Linked DNA regions of Xenopus laevis: region 2 is linked to region 1. A link is a contact called in public Hi-C data. All regions are on one chromosome and are shown on one strand. The core of a region is the stretch at or near the end of the contact, and the rest is flanking DNA. Distances in the headings are between cores, read along the strand shown.

Region 1 (2,700 bases), core at 5-2,504:
ACATACCCAGATTTCATTGGGCACTTTGGCCATTTCTACCATATTGCCCCGTCATCTAGGATTGTCTCAAGTTGGGGGTGGGTAGCCCTGGTAGATCAAGGATTATTTGTTATGATGAAAAAGTTGGCATAATGGAAGTGAAGAAGTTTGGCAGCAGAGCAGACCAATAGGAATATGTATGTGAGCTTACACTTAAATGGCCATTGGTACCTTTATCTGTTGTTTTGGCCTACTGACCAATCTGTTTTATAGCGTATGAGTTGGCCCATATTCAGTATGGCCTACATTATATATACTTGGAACTATACAAAATGCAAACATATAAAACAAATACTGTATGAGCCAACCTTGTTATGGGGGATCTTAGCCCAATAATAGACCTTAAAGGGGCTGATAAGCACTGCTGTAGTGGGTCGTATAGTGGATATATTTCTAATAGTATGAAATGAAGGCGGACCTAGGCCCTTATTTCCCTTTCAAATGAGGTTGATGGCCAGAGGGTTAAATCTTTCTATCATTTATAGCTGTTGCTTTCACCTGCTCAGCCTGCCCCTAAAATACAGAAATGGGGATCTCTGTGCTGGTGCAACAGAAGAAATCGTCCGCCTGTACAAATATTAAGCAGCAAATGTATTTTTAATAGTATATTATTATTGAATCACTTGGTGCTAAAACCTATTCCATCCAAAGCAAATGAAAAGAGAGCAAGTGATGAGGAATGGAGATGGGCGCCTAGTAACACTGCATTAACAATTTATCAGCCATTTGAATTGACCTCTTAAGCCCATAAATGTCCTATAAAACATAATATTAGTTTGTCTTGGATGTATTTTATTGTTTGTATCCGTATCGCTGTATCGTGAGTAACTGGAAGGGGACGAGGCCATTATTGGCTTATCCGCGACCCCTCTCCTATTCTATGTCCCTGTGAGTCCGTCATCATACTGTTTAAGAGAAATAATAAAAAGGCCGTCTTGCTGCAGAACTGTTCCACAACATTAAACCTTGTATAAAAAAAAAACCCGCCGTCCCCCAGCCACGCAGCAGTTGGAAAATGTTGAATCCATTCAGCGCCAGTTGTATTTAATATCTCTCAGATGAACTCAAGTTCAACCCGGCTCTATAATTTTCAGTTTATTTGCCTTCCGCGTTCACGTTCGATAAAACAGTCGCTGCCAGTTTGAACCGGTTCTGGCTAACCCTTTCACTACCGGCAACCCGACCGCCCCATGCGAGCCCTTGCCACGGCATTCGGGCGCCTCTGGAGACGGATGGGTTAAGGCGGAGAGAGCTTCTCTGTCTGAGAGATCTGATTTGCATGGAGGGTGAAGACACGCGGCACATACATTTGCCGTGTAATGAATTGTCTTCTATATTATGTGTTTATGGCTTTGCTGGCTGCATCTGTTCAGCTGGCCGCCCTGAATAAGCAACGAGCGGCGCCCGCCATTTTCTCAACAAGCTACTACACTCCATTTTTCATCTCCCTTCTTCTGTACTATTTTTATTTGTTTAGCCTGCCTTATTTATTCATTTTGTCTCTGTCCCTCCTTAGGCTTTGCACACAGCTCCCTATGATTTATATCAGATATACATTTTTGGGGTAAAAGAGAAGATTTTGCTCAGGTTCATGTTCCACTTGTGTCCTGTAAATGTCAACAGTTTTTTTTTTTTTTTCCTTTGCTGTTTAAAAATGAGTATACGATTATTAAAGTGTTTCTTGCACAATAGAATCGCCTCCTGTATCTTTTCATTCCATTAACCCCTTCAGTTCTAAGTAAGGTTGCCACCTGGCCGGTAAAAACGATGGTTTGTCCCAATGTATTTTATTGTTTTGCATCCTTATCACTGTATCGCGAGTAACTGGAAGGGGACGAGGCCATTATTAATAGGGAAAAAGATAAATATATGAAGTATTTTTTTCCAGAAAAGATGGCAACCCTAATTCTAAGGCTCCACACCAGTGGCATACTATGACCCAGAACAGTAATTAGCATTGACACTTTTTCTAAAAAAAATAAAATGCCAGCCTTCCTATATTATATTATAGTCTTTTTTCCCTATTAATAACATTGGTATCAAGCATCATTTTAACCGGCCAGACCAGTAAAATACCAGCCAGGTGACAACTAGGGTTGCCACCCGACCGGTATTTTACCAGCCTAGCCAGAAAAACACCTGCCAAGGCTGGTTGCCAGTAAATTTATAATGCCCTTAAAAAGACCCCTCGGCCTGCCCCCAATCCCCTGTAATACTTAACTGAAATCCGTCCTGAAATCCCGTGCCGCGGTCCCGCCCCCTTTTGCATCATGGCCCTGCCCCTTTTTGTTCCCGCCCCCCACCAGCCGGTAATACATTTAGGAAAAGGTGGCAACCCTAGTGACAACCGTAGCGGTAATAAGTACATAGTTTTTGCAGGCAGCAGTTCACTGACCCCAGGGCCGCCATTAGAAATCACGGGTCCCCCGTACAACAACATTTTCGGGGGCCCCCTGGGTCCTACCCACCCCAGGCCCCAAGCCCCATCCCAGATCTCGCCCATCCCACACCACAGTGTAAAGACCACAGACATCAGCGCTAAAAATGGTAAATCCCCCCCCCCCACACACACACACAAGTTATAAAAAGCTGGCCAGAGCACCCCATAAAAGTTTTTTTTTTTTTTAAATTGGTGGTCAGGGCCCCCATAAGTTAAAAAAA
Region 2 (2,700 bases), core at 178-2,677, 700 kb before region 1:
CTTGATTCTCTTTACATCTTTTAATATAGGCAATAAATGTATATTGTATATATATATATATATATATATATATATATATATATATAAATATATATATATATATATATATATATATATATATATATATATATATATATATTACTAAAAAATCGCACTCAAATGACTTTTCAGTGGAAAAATAAAGTGATTTATTTCAACGTTTCGGCTCCTTTACTTGGGCTGTCTTCTTATAAAGGTGCCAGGTGTGAACAGAAACGTTGAACATAAGCCCTTCCCTATTCATCTGTAGCTTTCGATACTTTGAGTTCAATTTTTCATTTAGGTTTTTGGTAGAAGGAGTGTTTGCGTGTCTGTGTGTAAGTGTAGGTGTGTGTTTTGTGAGTGCAAGTGCTTTTGGATCTGTAAAATAAGTTTGTATGTGGGAGGGAGTGAAAGATTAAATGTATATATATATATATATATATATATATATATATATATATATATATATATATATATATATATATATATATATATATATATATATATATGATATTGTATGAGTATATTTGTGGAGAGAATTTGTGTGCACACTACTAACGTAGAAGCGTGTTTTAAACAACGGCTAGTATGAATATTTGAATATTTACACACACACAGCTAAGTGCAGTAAATACACAAAGAGACACGGTGGAATTGAACACAATGGACTCACACTGCCCCTGGTGATTCGAACAAGAACAAAGTCCAGCTACAGATTCGGTTTAGTGGAGGGTTTAATGTTGTCTCAGTCTATTTTTACTATAGCACATATTAATGTATAATCAAATGCACCTCATAAAATGTTTATTGAAAGCCATAAAAAAAGCCTGATAGTTCTCCTCCACCTGTTTGGAAAGGCAGAAAGGATTTTGCGCCTGGCCAGCCCTGCCCCTGTGTAAGTGAATAGCAGCTCCAGCACCACGTTGCCCCTTCCCAAGTCGCTGCCTTCTCTCACATGTCACTGGGGCTCCCTGGATTCTTGTTCGTGCCTAGTAAAACAAGTTTTATTTTCTCAGGTCAATCATCGGGACATGCCCCTCTCTGGTGCTGCCATGTGGGTGCCTACGGTTTAAAGGGTAATTAAACAAATTCGGCAAAGTGATTAAAAATGAATGGCAGGCAGGGCTGAAAGGGATGGCAAGAAATAGTCCCTATTAAGTGCTGCTTTACATTTTTACAAGGACTCCGAGTCTTTGTGCGCAAAGGCGCAATGTGCCCCTTGTCCCCCGTGCGCCTTTCTCTCTATCTGTGCGCACTTACACTTTGATTCTTAATTGTATGTGTTTTTAATCACATCAGCCCCGTTAAGCGGATTGATTTACTCAGTATTGGTAAATATGATCACGTGGGCGCCGCAACCAATGGACTGAGGTTGCAGTCTGCAAAATACTATGATTGTTCTCAGGGAGGGTATTGCATACAGTTAAGAGTGTAACCTTTTATATGAGGGAGAGGGGAGCCCAAAATGTCGTCAAGTGGGACCATAAGTAACTATTATGTGGATTCTCTCATAGGACATGAGAGCGAGGAGGGCTACGGGGGTAGGTTTTCCCAGGGAGGTCAGAACGCGACCTCTAGGCCATCAGGTGACGGGGACCCTTCAGACTTCCATCCCTGTAGCTTTGCTTCCAAATCCGGCGTCTTCCCCACGTCCTGGTCAACGGTTCAGCCTCAACCTTCTGCAGGAATGACAGGGATCTACCACCCGTATGTGGCCCAGTCCCACCTTGCAGCAGCAGCAACAGACAGCGGCAGATACACTGTGCGCTCCTGGCTTGATCCAATCTCCAGCGCTGCGCCCTCCTTCTCTGAATTCCAAGCTAACGGGCGCAACTACGGGATCAAACCTGAGAGTGCTGCAAAGAGGACAGAGTGCTCATCCTTTGCTTCCCAGGGACTCAGTCTGCCCGAATACACGTGCAATTCCTTCCCAGAAAGCACAGAGAAACCCGCGGCCAAGGAGCCTGCAGCACCCGCCAGCGAGGAGTCCAACAGCACTGAACTAAAGGAAGAGAAGGAGCAGCAAAAGCAGCAAATTGACCCAAGTAAGTATAAAAAGAGAGGGAGAGAGAAAAGAAATTGCAACTTGATTTACTGCCCAACCTGCAAAGGCTCTAAATGTGCAAAACTGATAGTTTTACTAACCTATAAAACCGTCTAGACGCCTACCATATAGCCAAGCAGCAACAAGAGGCTATAAAAAAATTCTATTACTCACATAACCACCTCGGATCAAGACATCATTTGTACTGTAAACACTTTCTCTGCATTAAGATCCCTTTTTATGATAATTCTTTATAAAAGTGGTGCGAGTAGGTCATCCAGATTGCCAACGATTTTGCCACCATTTCACCCCACTCTCCTCCTCTTCTTCTTCCCTTCCACAGATAATCCTGCAGCCAACTGGATCCACGCTCGCTCCACCAGGAAAAAGCGATGCCCTTACACCAAATACCAAACTTTGGAACTGGAAAAGGAATTTCTCTTCAATATGTACCTCACCCGGGACCGCCGCTACGAGGTGGCCAGGATTTTAAATCTCACCGAGAGGCAAGTTAAAATCTGGTTCCAAAACAGGAGAATGAAGATGAAGAAAATGAACAAGGAAAAGGGAAATAGGGACCAATAACCCGTGGGGGATGCACTGATTTCCTTGTGTAAAAACATGGAGCAGTTAAA

The links. Hi-C and Micro-C count contacts between places; a contact is called where the count stands out from the background.
Region 2: a Hi-C map of the XTC cell line shows a contact between it and region 1, with 5 times the contacts expected there. The contact joins the promoter of hoxd9.S here to the enhancer-like site in region 1. A contact is called at or near these places in 2 of 4 Hi-C or Micro-C datasets (the XL177 cell line and the XTC cell line).

What each region holds. Positions count from the first base shown.
Region 1 is chr9_10S:68,199,850-68,202,549 of Xenopus_laevis_v10.1, reverse strand. The region is part of intron 1 of agps.S (alkyldihydroxyacetonephosphate synthase, peroxisomal); the gene reads left to right. Among protein-coding and RNA genes, the nearest start is that of agps.S, 18 kb to the left of the region's middle. Within about 2 kb of position 1,254, at least 5 of the 7 cell types and tissues checked have an H3K27ac peak or open chromatin away from gene starts, as enhancers often do.
Region 2 is chr9_10S:68,896,383-68,899,082 of Xenopus_laevis_v10.1, reverse strand. hoxd9.S (homeobox D9 S homeolog) reads left to right here and starts at 1,427. Exons shown (of 2, transcript NM_001174043.1): 1 at 1,427-2,066; 2 at 2,409-2,700. The coding sequence starts at 1,487. The coding sequence ends at 2,650.